Linked DNA regions of Gossypium hirsutum: region 2 is linked to region 1. A link is a contact called in public Hi-C data. All regions are on one chromosome and are shown on one strand. Each heading gives the region's core, a stretch centred on a gene start, on an enhancer-like site or on the middle of the called end of the contact. The rest is flanking DNA. Distances are from core to core; before and after follow the strand shown. Region 1 holds the start of LOC107929950 (NADH dehydrogenase [ubiquinone] iron-sulfur protein 7, mitochondrial). Region 2 holds the start of LOC107929862.

Evidence for each region. Hi-C and Micro-C count contacts between places; a contact is called where the count stands out from the background.
Region 2: a Hi-C map of leaf shows a contact between it and region 1, with 1.9 times the contacts expected there. The contact joins the promoter of LOC107929862 here to the promoter of LOC107929950 in region 1. A contact is called at or near these places in 3 of 34 Hi-C or Micro-C datasets (all in leaf).

Annotation. Positions count from the first base shown.
Region 1 is chrA07:2,578,813-2,586,121 of Gossypium_hirsutum_v2.1, reverse strand. It overlaps LOC107929950 (NADH dehydrogenase [ubiquinone] iron-sulfur protein 7, mitochondrial), which reads right to left and starts at 2,825. Exons shown (of 2, transcript XM_016861501.2): 1 at 2,152-2,825; 2 at 498-987. The coding sequence starts at 2,555. The coding sequence ends at 753. It overlaps LOC107929949, which reads left to right. Exons shown (of 4, transcript XM_016861500.2): 4 at 1-370.
Region 2 is chrA07:2,712,413-2,719,721 of Gossypium_hirsutum_v2.1, reverse strand. LOC107929862 reads right to left here and starts at 3,605. Exons shown (of 6, transcript XM_041118048.1): 1 at 3,601-3,605; 2 at 3,483-3,545; 3 at 2,870-3,008; 4 at 2,660-2,788; 5 at 1,812-1,902; 6 at 789-1,065. The coding sequence starts at 3,605. The coding sequence ends at 920. It overlaps LOC107929931 (calcineurin-binding protein 1), which reads left to right and starts at 4,516. Exons shown (of 19, transcript XM_016861476.2): 1 at 4,516-4,652; 2 at 4,766-4,840; 3 at 5,154-5,273; 4 at 5,377-5,417; 5 at 5,719-5,930; 6 at 6,035-7,309. The coding sequence starts at 4,650.

The DNA.
Region 1 (7,309 bases), core at 1,576-4,075:
CTATTCATGACAGGATTAGAGTTCCTATTTCGTATGAAGACATTCTTGGTGAGGATCTAAAAGAAGATCCATGTCATCAGTAACTAAACTTTGAGTTTGGATTGCCATCGGTTTTGAATGCAGAGAATTGTTGATAGAAGGGATTTTCTCTTATTTGGGAAACTACATATGAAAGCATCATTAGTTGTCCTAGAATCAAAATTCACTTTTGGAATAAAATGGTTGTTATTAGGGTATAAAAGGCCTTTTTTGCAAGGTTAAATTTTTGGTACTGCCGACCTAAAACAATTTATCTAATCAAATCAATTTAACATCGATAGGCCGATTCAATAATGAATTCTAATAATCAATAATTGACCAATTTAACATCATAATTGACTAAACCAATAAAATTGAGTTAACCAATTATCAATAGAACTTTTTTGACCAAATTCGTCTTCCACAAAATAAGAAGATAAACACTTGCATGAATGCAAAAACCATCAAATCCAGATAAATACCACAACAAAACAATGAAATTATTCATATTTCATACCCATTTAAATCCGAAACAAAAACTGTAAGTTCCAAATGATACAGGAAGTACAGTCACCATGCAAAGTAATAGAAACCCCATGAACTTTTATAATCAAAAGCTTTTCTTAACAATCTCCACCTACATGGCATTTCACCAGAAAGTTTGATTTTATTTATTTGTTACTCAACACTGCAAAATGCAGTGCAAATAGCCCTGAAATAACTTGCAAATTTTCTTACTTGGACCACCAATGGAGGAAATCCTTGCGCCTGTTGATCTTTTTCTGCAATTGAAGAACTCCGTACAATAACGCCTCCGCAGTGGGTGGACAACCAGGAACATAGATGTCAACAGGGACGATTCTATCGCAACCTCTTACAACTGAGTATGAGTAGTGGTAGTACCCACCACCATTTGCACAACTTCCCATTGAAATCACCCACCTAGGCTCTGGCATTTGGTCGTAAACCCTACAAATATTACAAACCATAAACTAAATTACCAAAGCAGAGCATAACCGAAGACTGGAAAACAAACAGGAAATATGAAGACAGGCAGGAAGAAGAAGCAGAAATGGAGACACAGTGTTGATTCTTTGCCAAGTCATTCACATAATTCGTAGAGAATCCCTCGAGCCTAGAGTAACAAACTTCAAAATGAAGAATTTGTAACATACACTACCAAGCAACAAAATTTGGGGAATGCTAACAAGAATCTTAATATTCAAAGCAGAGAATGGGATACCATCAGGGGTGAAAACTTAATAGGTTGGATTTGTTCAGCACAACAAAGGGAATAAATCATATTTGTCAAAATATCATTAAAACAAGAAAACTTTTCACGGACATCCCACTCTGAATTCACCATCAGACGTTTAGGCTAAGGCTGTCATGAGACAAAATTGCATGCCAAATAAGCTAGCTCATTCTGGGTTTGGGTAGTTCTCCACAAGTCCAGAAACACCATAAAATAAAAGTTAAAAATAAAAATAAAAAATCAATGTGTACTAATATGTTTGTAATAACTATGAATCTTCTTCCTAAAACATCAAGCCCCAGTTAGACCACACGAACTTATCCAGGACCATTCAAGCTTGAGCTTCAGGTTTTACACCATTAAGATCTATGTTTGGTCAACCGAGCTAAGGGCTTAAAAGATTACAGATACAAAATGATGCAATCATAGTTTTTTACGTTACTAACTCTTCAACAATTCTCCCGATAATCAGAAAGAAACTCATAAGTTGAATAGAGTAATAGAAAAAATATACATAACCTTCTCGATTTATGTATCATGTTAAAGAAGAAACAGCCTCAAGTAGCTTTTCAGTTCATTTTTAATTTATGTATCATATTCCCAAAAACAATCCACCAATTTCAAAGAAAAAAATATCTTCCAAAAATCAAAGCAATTCAGTCACAAATTAAATTGTAAATATATCCTTAACACAAATCAAATAGAGCGTTCACGAATTGAATTTTGCGATTACGCCTGTAACCCAACGAGCTAAGAAAAGGTTGGGACTGCAACAGTTCACATTCTCATGAAATCCCAAATCTAACATACAGATCAAAATAAAGGATCATAAATTAACTTTTTTAAAATGAAACCCTAAGAATGAGATGAGATAATACTTGCGAAGAGCAGGGGCCATTTTGTTGGTGAGAGTGCCAGCAACAATCATGCAATCGGATTGGCGAGGGCTAGGCCTAAAAATGACACCAAAGCGATCGAAGTCGTAGCGAGAAGCACCGGTGTGCATCATTTCGACGGCGCAGCAAGCGAGGCCGAAAGTCATGGGCCAGATGGACCCACGACGGGCCCAGTTCAAGAGGTCATCGACCTTGGAGATCACGTACTCAGCAGGCTTAGAGAGACTGGAGGGAGTGCCGGAGGTGGACGGCGGAGAAGGCCGGGCGTATGTGGTTGGGGTGGCAGAAGAGGAGAGAGAAGGGACGGTGGTGTGAATAGCGAGGGCACGCTGTAGGGAGAGGAGGTGAGGGAGGCGATTGGCAGTGGTTCGGGTGATTAGAGCCATGGCTCGACGGTGGTTTCTAGAGAAGAGAGGATTCCCTTTGGAGAGGCCCAGAGATTTGGAAGATTTTGACTCAGTTACCAACTCACTCTCGGGTTATGGTTTATGTTTTGTGGTGTTATTAATTGTCTTTGTTGTAATGGTTCGTTGCCTACCACGTGTGGGTTAGGAGACTAAACAAAGTGTTTTCCTTCGTAATGCATCCATTTTAATCCGGGAATCAATCTAATTTAATCGACAATAACTTAAATCTAAATCGATTCAAAACTAAAATTCGTGGTGATTCGAGCTTGAAATATCTCAATTTAAATAGTTTAAAAAGATTTAAAGAGATCAAATTTCAAAACTATACGAATTTATGATGACAGAACTGAGCCTTAAACTCGAATGATAACTTGAATAAATTCTACTCAAAACTAAATTAATCCATCTAATTATCAAGTCCATGTATATTTTATATAGATATTTATAAATATTGATTAAATCTCATTTAATTACAATTGTAAATTTTAATTTAAAATATTATTTTTAAAAATTTTACATTTTATTAGATGTCTAATGCAATGTTTCACATGTTTGAAACAAGATAATTTAATAACACATGTGATTTGTTAACGCAATCTAAATTCACCAATTTTACTCTACTTAATTTTGTTAAGTGAATGATTATATTCAACAAAAAAATTCAAATTCGTATTAAAAAAAAAAAAGTTCAATATACGTTTACACAAAACACCTCCAATGTTACAATTATTCACCCAAACAATTTTACCTAAAACAAATTTTATTCTCCAATGAAGTACCTAACACAAATGCAAAAATAGGGAGCAAAAAACCACTTGACAAAAAGCACTGACGGTACACCCCCAACATGTGGGGTAATAAATAGGCCGAGTTCTACATTTTCTCCAAGAAACAAAGGAGATAAATCAACATTTAAAATAAAGAAATTATTGACACAAAATCTTCTCTTTTAATTTTAAGAAATGCTTCATCTCTAATTAAATCTGATCAGCTTTATGTCCAAGAAAAATAAATTTATTTAAACCTTAATACATAAGGATAAAAACTCAACCGATCCTTCTTCCTTCTTTTCTTTGAAATTAAATCTACCAACAAAATAAGAAAAAAGTGCAGCTTCAATCCAAGATAGAAAACTTTTAGGAAAGAAATAGGATGTCAATAGTCTTCCTTCTTCGAAATAGTTCAGGTATTATTATTCCACTTAAATTAAGATGTTAATATTCTTTCACTTTTAGAAGTTGAAATCAATTGTAAGTTCTATAATAGTTATTTGCTTTTGTAACGGTTATTCTGTTCTAATTAATATTTCTATAAATAAAATAAATTGAGTAAACTTAATATTAACAAATACATAAAACAATTGTATAATAATTGAGTAAAATTTAAGAATGACAAATTTTGTGAAGAGGATGATAATAATGAAGTAAACGTCCATCCTAAACTCTAATTATACTCTTTTGAGGGCGAGATCCAAATATAAGGAGAAAGATCTTTGTACGAGGATTTTAATTGATAATATTTTTTCAAGCTTCCATCTTTCAAATGAAAAATACCAATATCTCGAGGACCCAATATCTCATATGTATCCCTATCAATAAAATCATCCGTGAAATATATAGAATTAGGCTGGCCTTCGGGAAAATCCAAAACTGAAACTGCTAAGGTCTTATTATCACCCACAAAAACTATATCTCCATCTATACTGTCTACCTCTTTCTTTTCTAGCAATTTACCGTTTTCATCATCTAAAATCAATTTGAAAACTGTGAATTTTTTTTCCAATGAACACTTCTTTCACCAACCTCTTCAAAATCTAGATGTTTATGGATGGAGTATAAATTTCCCATAGATGACTTAACAAGATATACTTGTGTTCAATTTTGGTAGCTTTGAACTTTCATCATCTTCTACACCATTAACATCGAATGATACAGATAGCATAAACCAAACCTTTATGGAAAAGAATAACAAGGAAAAGAGATTGATCTTCATCGACATCCATGTATATCCAATTTTTTTGGCGAGGTCTGTAGAAGGCTAATCTGCCATAAACACTATAAATTATGACAACTACAAAATCATTCGGATGCAACAAGGGATCATCTGATAACACAACCTTTAAAATTTTATATGTGTAGTGCCCACTATCATATGCCATGCTGTCAAACTGAGGAAGATGAATGCTAAGATTTTCAAAAGGATTTGAAAGAGTTATATTGAAGCTCTCATCTACTGTGGCTAACCAACCATAATAAGAACCACAGTATCTCCATGTATAAGGCTTGGGAAATTCAATCTCAGCGATTTTTGATTTGGCTTGTAGGCTGTATATTTTTCGCTTTGTGGCGCTCTTTTTGGATGGAATCATCAGCATTGGAAATAGATTTGTGGATGATCGCCTCTTGATGTCAAGAAAAGTATTGAAAAGTGAATGCCAATATCTGCTAACAGCACCAAATTGAACCCGACTGATGGGTTCATCTATTTTCTCAAGAACAGGAAGAAGACAGAATTCTGGTAGATATTCTCAATCTGGCATAGAATTCCCCATACTTGTTCTTTCAGAAAACCAGTAGCAACTTGGTCCCTGCAAATAATTCAAGTCAGGAAATAAAATAAGAGGTGACGAAACTAAGTATTTTCAGCACTTATATGGGTATTTAAAGCGTGCAAATATTAGATTTTTAAATTTAAAGCGTGCACTTATATGGACTTCAAATATTATTTTTCCACTTAAATTAGGTTGTTAATAGTCTTCCATTTTTAGAAGTTGAAATCAATTGTAAGTTTATTTAAATTAGGTTTCTATAATAGTTATTTGCTATTCCTTATTAAAATATTCCTTAATTTACATACGTTTTTTTTTTCGTGTTGTTAATTCACAGAATTACAATCTTCAACTTCTAGTTTCAGTGAGTAAAGGATTAATCAATTGTAAGCTAATTTAAATTGGGTTAAGGAATAGGAGAAATAAGTCGTTGAAACTGTCCATTACAAAACTTTAATATCAATTTTTATCTTTGTGCCATAACTTTAGGTAAAAATTATATTTGTTTGTATTGCAAAATTCCTAATCTGTTGATAATGAATGGTGGCAATAAACTTTGTAAAATATTTTCCTACGATCGAGATTCCACCATTGATGGAGTCGCCATGGATGTTGTTGTTTCTCTCGAGCTTATACTATTGATTGATGAAAATGGTTGGAATCTTCGATACGTTAGAATCTACGAGCCATTTCACTCTTGATTTTGTTTCATCGAATGCTTTCAATTCATTTTTGCAATTGTAATCGGGCGCTTCAATTGCTTCTAAAGCTTGTTTTCGCCATTTTTAACAGCAACTCGAGTAGGTCTTTTGTTCAAATCTTGAACAGCAACTGGAGCAGATTTTTTTTTCGAATCTTGAGCAACAATACAGACTCTACGAACCCAAATATTTGCAATACAAATATATCAAAACCCTACATTTCTTTCTAGTGCTCTTAACAATCTATCAAAGTCCCTAACCTAAATTTCTCAGCTTTTGGAATTTTTGGGATTTTTTATCCCGATCCGTCTAGACGATATCAAAAGATTTAATCTGTCTTTTTAGGGCTACAAAATGTTTCAATTTTTTTTTACATGGAAAAAAAATAGTTTTATTGACGTCGAAAAAATTCACGTGGTAATGAGGTGACTTGTAATATCAGATGTCGCTAATGACTTGACGGTTGAGTGATTAAAATAGAAATTATCCTAACAACAGGAAAGTTTTTCCAACAACGATGAAAGTGTGTTTTTCCACCCAAACGCAAAAGTTGGAATTTAGGTGCTTTTAACTTTTAACTTTTGCGTTTGAAAGCGAAAATAATCAAAATATCCTTATTTATATTAGTTATTTACAAGTACATAAAAATTAGATTAATTTATATTTTATGTACCATTATATCAAATTATTTAAATATAATTTATCATTATATTAGATTATTTAAATATAAATTATTATTATATTTAAGTTTTTAAAGGAATTTATGTATCATTAATTTACAAATAATTTATATTAATTACTTAAAAATTATTTAACATTTATACTTTATGTACCATTATATTAAATTATTTAAATATCATATAATTTAATTAATTTTTAAATTTCCACTATCATATCCAAAAAGTACATTTTAACCTTCAAACAGAAATTTTAATAGTAATGGAGAACACTAAAAATTAATAAACTATATTTTTTCACAACACTTTTCTTCCAAGCTTTTTTCTAAAAAGTATTTTTCAACTATAACAAGAATGGAGAACTAGCCGTTAATAATTACTAATTACTTAGAATTCAAGTAAGGCTAAGACATACTTATAAATAGATAATCTAGCCTACCACCATAGCATGTATTATGTTTGACTTTCTATAAGTAAAATGCTCAATGGAGATTTTCTTACAAGATTAATTTCTTATTTCTTTTTTGATAGAACTTTTACTTCAACTTTTTAATATTGTGGAGGAGGTTATCATAACTTCAGCTTGTTTAATTTTGAAAGAGTTGATTAAAGCCAATATGGTTTTTTTGTAAATGGTTGTTGTGATATTTATAACAATAAATTATTTATCAAATTCGCACTTGTGTTAGGAATAGACAATATAAGATATTCCTAGTTTTTGACTAACACGATCTTCTCTATTATTCTCAAATCTCTACTTGCTTAGACTGTAGGCTCTAATTGCGAAGCAGTGAACACTTAATGAAA
Region 2 (7,309 bases), core at 2,356-4,855, 130 kb before region 1:
TGGTGCCGGGCATTGACAGGCTAGCACCAAAAAAAATTGAATTTTTTTTAAATATTGGTGCCAGCCATTGACTGGCCAGCATAAATTTTTTTAAAAAAAAACTCGTATTCTAGTGCCGGCCATTGACAGACTAGCATAAAAAAATTTGAATTTTTTTTTAATACTGGTGCCGGCCATTGACAGGCTAGCACCGAAAAAATTTGAATTTTTTTTTAAAAACTCGTATTCTGGTGCCGGCCATTGACAAGCCAGCACAAAAAAAAATTGAATTTTTTTTAATACTGGTGCCGACCATTGACAGGCCAGCACAAAAAAAATTGAATTTTTTTTAAAATACTGGTGTAGGCCATTGACAGGCCAGCACCAAATTTTTTTTTAAATACTAGTATTTTTGTATACCAGTATGATACGATTTAAAAAAAATACCCTAGTGCTGGCCATTGACAGGCCAAAACTAAAAAAATTAATTTTTTAAAGCCTAACACAATCATTAGGCAATCATGGGTGCAAAATAAAAGTTGGTGCCGGCCATTGACAAACCCAAACCCAATTCTACTGTTCATTTGAGGTCATTTTGGTGATTGTTTTTGAATTTGGATCATTTTTGTAAATATTAAAATTTTTTTGGTCAATTTAGTAAAATAGCCAACCGTTGATCTTTGAACTTATATTTAACCGATACAAGTGAACTCTTAATACACCTCCCACTTGAAAATAAAGGCTTTACTTGAATACAAATCAAAAGGGTTATTTGAACCGAACATAAACGATGATTAAGGCAAAAATGGTTGACATTCCCAAGAGTTGGTTCAGCTACATTTCTGAAAATTTGGTTACAGCAACGATTCTTCTTACATAAACAATTAACAAATGGTGGCAATCATACAATCATTACTTATACATCTTAAACGACAATGTCTCAAGATTGCTTGGCAACATTCTGGTCTCGTAGCAGATACGATGGCAGATAAGTAGGAATAATCAATGCCGATACTAAACACAGCACGACAAAGGCTACGACCCACCATGCATAGTAAGGGATGCCCAACAACAGTTCATCGCAAACTGAAAAATAAAATCGAGCTTATTAGCATACTAAGCATAAGACATCTTATCTTGTGAATATGAAACTGGTGTTTGCATGAGAAGGATGGGTCAAAGGGGTATATAAACGAGTGCCGAAAGAGATGGAAACAAACAAGCAAATGCCAGAACAGGTTGCATTTGATGATGCAGATGGCTTATTCAATATCATGTGGAAATGTTGTGAATCAGCAAAACGAAATGTCTAGGGAAGTACTGAAGAAGATTGAATCAGGTTCAGAATACAATGACAAGTTGCCGTGCGCATTGGCCTCACTTGTGAATTAATTGCAATGTGTTACTAGTCTCTAGGTGTGTGATATATCAGTGAATGGTATTTTCAAGCGGCGTGCAGCCATTTTATGTACTAGGTCCTACAACTGAAGCAGCATATGATATCGTAGTAACATAACTAGCAAGGTGTCATAGCATATGAAAACCGAAACTACTCTCGAAATGGGTGGTAAGTTTTTGAATTTATTTAGCTACTCACTACTGTGATGTTTTATCTCAACCAGTGCACTTTTCGTCTTCTTCAACCATATTCATTTTTCATCACAACCACCACCTATTATCGCATTTATTTCTGGATCTGCTTTATTTTTTTCCTTCCATCATTTTCATCAGATTATGTTAAAACAAATTTCTAACTTTTCCCCTAACCAATTTCAAAGAACCCTCTGCAGGATCAAAAGGGGCTAAAAGGAGCTAGGAAATAGTTGGCTTACCTATATTGAAGATGATGAACTCTCTTTCCTTTGTGTTGGGTATTGCCACAAAACCTTCGGGCTCCACAGTCACCAAAATGTGCAATCCGCCCTGAGCAAAACCGAGCTTCTTTAGCATTACTCTGTGTGTGTGTGTGTGTATGAAGAATCCACTTACAATCTTACATTAACGTAAAGGGTTAAATCACTTTTCGGGGCCTGAACTTGACAGCTTTTCTCACATTGGGGCTTGAACTTTCTTTTTGTTCAAGTTAGTCCTTGAAAACCCTCGAGTTTAGGCCCCAATGTGGGAGTAATTGCCAAGTTCAGGTCACAATATGGGACAAATTGCCAAGTTTAGGGACTAACTTGGACAAAGAAAAAGGTTCAAGCCTCAATGTGGAATAGTTGTTTAGTTCAGGCTCTAATGTGAGAACAATTGCCCAAGTTCAAGGTCTAACTTGAACAAAAAATAAGTTTAAGCACCAATGCAGGAGAAGTTGCCAAGTTCAGACCCCAAATAGTGATTTAATCCTAATGTAAAACTAAAGTAGATTTACAGACTTCCGTAACTTTTTTTGTAGATTAATATCTTAACAATCCAATCATTGAATTTACCAATATAATTGTATATGTCATATACTGCAGTTCTGAATTGGTTCGACATCTCTATCATATCGATCAAGAATACCGTCTTCAACATACATGATCAATGATCAATGATCAATGAGAATGGAACATGAAATATACCCATTGAACTCGTACAAAAAGTTACAGAAGCATATAAAACTACTTTAATTCTATATAATATTTCAAACATTGGAGACTAAATTTGCATCAAAAGAAAGTTCATCAGCATAGGCTAAAACCTGATCATTAATGGAGTCAAGATTATCAGTCTTGAATATCAACTTCTCTGTATTCAACAATCTTCTGTTCCTGTTTAACCCAGATTCTAAATCCCCTTTCTTCAGTTGCAAAGAAAAACTAGCGGGAATCTTTCAATAAAAAATCAAAGCTCAGCTTTTGAAACTGAAAACGCCAAAAATAGGCAAAATCATAGTAAAGAAATTACATACGGAAGCTGGATACGAGATCTTCACTTCGTACCAAGTTAATGATTTCAGATCTTGCAGTTTATAGACTCGAGAACCCATTTTAAGCGACAAAGTTTCCGCCTTTAGCTCCTCTCCAACATTCAAAACGGCGCCGTCTAGCCTGCAAAAAAAGAAGAAGGGAAAACAGCGACATTCTTATCTTACAAGTGAAAAAAAGATCGAAGAAGTGATTGACACAAAAATTGATCATTTTTTTTAGGTTACTTGCATTTTCCCATGACTGAAGATTGAGCTGCTAACAATGAAGATGACAATATAGATTGGGATGAAGAAATTGAATTTAATTGAATGAAGCATTGTAGATAAGAAGAAAATTTGGCTCCTCAAGATCTTGAATCTGGCACACCAAAATCACAGGTAGGAAAAAAAATAAAAAAATTATAATTGAATTAATGCCAAGAAGCAAAAGCTTTCAGCTTTCAAGCCCGCCAACTATTCGTCAAAATGTGTAAAAGAAAAATTAAAAGAGCATTAAGATTCCCCATTCGAAATGAATTAAAAAAAAGAAAACTCCCAAAACCCAATTATTTATGTAAAAATTTCATTAAGAGTTTATGAATTTGACAGTACTGACCGGAATCCGACACTCTGATCGATCTCAGTTTGAATCTCTGTTCCAGTCACCGCAGTGAAAATTCTATTTCATAATTTGATGAAAGGCGTATAGGTATGGCGTTTAGGCCTTTTAAAACAACATCGTTTTCTTCTGGGAGGAAGGCTGGACCTGTTATGCTAATTTATTTGGTCAAATTCTGCGGTTAGACCCTGTACTTTGAGCAAGTATTGTATTTAGTAACTATACTTTACTTGAATTAATTTTAGTCTTTATAATTTTCAAATTAGTCAAATTTAGTTCCTTTTACTTTTTCAATTTTAAAATTTGTTCTTAACCGAATGATAGTAGTTAATATATCATGTATAAAATTATAGATTTTGTCTATATATCGTTCTTAATTGATATATTTTTGAATTTCAAATTTCTAGTTATAATATAAATAGTAGTAAACTGACCTGATATTACATATGTAATAATATGATTATTGTATCAAATTTTGAAAACAATAGAATTTGACTTAATGAGTTTAAGAACTAGGTTAATAGATGCCACATGTCCTTGTACTATTTGTAAATTTAAAATTTAGTCATGTACTTTTTATTTTTAAGAATTTAGTCTTTTTACTTTTCAAATTTCAAAAATTCATGTGCAATCGTTAACACTATTAAAATTATTTTGCTAAATTCAGGTTTATTATAATTTTATTTTTTTAGTTACATAGCTACCAAATGAATTTTTTTATTTTAAAATGTCACGACAATAAATTTAACCAAAAAAATTAATAGCATTAACAATTAGACTCGAATTTTAAAACCCCAGAAATAAGACTAAATTCCTAAAAATAAAAATATAAGAACTAAATTCAAAACTTTTGAAGAATGCAGGGATTTATGGCATATTTTAACATAATAGCTACCATTCTAAAATTACAAGGACTGAAATTACCAAAATAAAAAAGAGAGTAAATACACAACTTATACATAACACAGGGACTAATAGCAGAATTTAAACTATTTTATTTTCCCTTATTGCTAACGAGAAAGTGAAAATATTAAACCTGAGAACCCCCGATAAACTAACAATAGAACCCGCCTAAATCTGAAGCAAACAAAAAACCCCCCAAAACAGCAACTACTCGAAGAGTCTCCTCAAGGCAGCTGTCGTACGAGGAAGTTTAAAAAAAAAATGGTGCGTAATCGTTTGGTTCTTTAATCTTGTATTGACTGGTTTCGAGAGGAGTGATTTTTTTTTATAAATTTTAAATTTACTTTGTTTTTTTCGTGTGTTTGTGTCTGTTTCAGTTCTCAATTGCAGCTATTAACGACACAGATTCCAGAGGCCAATGGGAACCCTTAGCTCCTACTAAAGAAGCCCAGGTGTGCTCCTATTTCTTTTTCATAAGCGTGACATTGAATGCAATTAATTAGAGCAAAATTCTGTTCCAAATTTCATTTTTTTTTCATTTTGGCCTCTGTTTTGAATCTTATTTATGTTCATAATGTCAATCTCAAGTTTGATAAAGCTAAGGAAAAAACAAGAAGTTGCTTTGCTGTTGTGATTCTGTGAATTATTTTTTGGGGTTGGTTGAACAATTTGAAGGCTTTGTTTTTTGGTTCCCTAAAGAATGAATTTAGGGTCCTTTTTTGTATTTCAAAGAATAAAATTAATTTCTTGAATCATTTGTTGCAGGAATTCCATCTTACACAAGCTTACCATGATGGGCTTCTCAAGTTACAGGCTAAAGACTATGAAAAGGCTCGCGAACTGTTAGAATCCGTTTTGAAAGATCCTCTTATTTCAAATGCTGAAGTATCTGTTTGTTCCATGAAATATATTTCAGCTGCAAATGCTTTAACATATAAATATATATTATATCCTTAAAATAATTATTCTTTTTTTCTAATTTATTCAGGTGGATAACAATACTACCGATGGTCATCTGTTACAACTCAAGTTAAGATCTATCTCATGGACTATATCTCACTTTGTTTTTAAGTAGTTTCCTTGCACAGTTTTGATCTTAGAATGCAAAGCACTACACCTAAAGTCATTGGCTTGAAGTTTTATGTAAATTGTGTCCTATAAATTTCTGTTAAGGTTTCATTTTATAATAGTGTTGATTAATTCAAGCGGTGCTCTGGTTTGATTAAATAAAATTTCTGTGATTTAGATTTATGTGCTAATTCTATGTTTCATTATGACATCTAAATCTAGTAAGCATAAATGTTAATGTATTTCATCTAGCTTTGTGCAGATTTTTGGTATTGAAGAACCTTGCCACTGTTTTTCTTCAACAAGGTTCAGGTCACTATGAGAGTGCTTTGCGTTGTTATCTTCAAGCTGTAGAGATTGATAACAAAGATTCGGTTGTCTGGAACCAGCTGGGGACTCTATCATGCTCAATGGGTTCATTGAGTATTTCACGTTGGGCTTTTGAGCAGGGACTTTTGTGCAGTCCTAATAATTGTGAGTATTTATATGCTTCAGTCGTATCCTGTGTTTGCTTCTCTTTTTGTGCTCTGTCTGCTCAACTTTCATGATGCATACAATCCATTTATATTGTGTGTCAGGGAATTGCATGGAGAAACTGTTGGAAGTTCTCATTGCCATTGGTGATGAAGTTGCATGCCTTTCTGTTGCAGAGTTGATTTTAAGGCATTGGCCATCACATTCTCGTGCTTTGCATGTCAAAAATACAATTGAGGAAACAGAATCAGCTCCTTTTGCTCCTAGAGGTATAGATAAGCTGGAACCTAAACATGTACGTCTTAAATTCCATGACAAGAGAAAAGCACCTGATGAGAATCTAGATGAAGGTACTGCACTCAAAAAGTTGAACCAGAACATAGAATTGCAAATTGCAGAAGCTTCCTGGGCAGCTCTCATTGATGGACTCCTGGGAATTTTACTTCCGCTAAATGGTTGTGGTTCTGAGGTCGGGACTGGAAAATTGCACAGATCTGGGGATGTCAGGTTAAGCATTCTCTTCCCTCCTTGTGCCGAAATTGTGATGGAGCCTGTGGAAAAGAAAGAACCTACTTTACCTCCTAGTGGTGAAGGCATGCCTCCCAATGATAATGACTCTCAAAGAGCTAGTAACTCGAAAGAAAAAGAATCAAATCTTTTGGAAGAACAACCACAGGAGAGACGGAGTACTCGTCTTGAAAGTCTTAGGAGCCGTAAACCTGGCAAAGAAGAATTAGATTTTACTGCAGGTAAGGATTTGGCCAAGATTGTGCTTCAATTACTTGAACCTTTTGTCATCAGTAAACCAGACAGCAAAGATTCTGAAGATATTGATAATTGTTCTGTCTCATGTGCTGATCAAGCTAATTCCTTGGATATGGAAAGTAGAGATGTTGCTAAGTTTGTAAGAGAAACTTCAAAAAATTATGGTGCTTACCATATTGGTCACTTGCTTTTGGAACATGCTGCAAGTAAAAGCCTTGTGTGTCGAGATGCGCATGTCAAATTCCTTGAGTTGGAGAAGCTTCTAAGGAATTGGGGGCAGGATAGGACTCCTGAATGTAGTCTTTTTCTCGCGGAGTTGTATTATGACATTGGGTCTTCTCCTTCCAATTCCAATGAATTCTTATCAGAGGCATCCTACCATCTTTGTAAAATAATTGAATCAGTAGCTTTAGATCATCCGTTTCATTCGACATTTGGGAATAAGAATTTCTGTTCATTTAAGAGCTTCCAAGGGACTGATGCAATATCACCTGATAGCTCCATTTGTGAAAGTTCACATTTAGATAGTTCCTTGTTATCCAACAAAAGTCCCTTCTGGGCTCGTTACTTCTGGTTGAGTGGAAAGTTATCTGTTCAGGATGGGAACAAGGCAA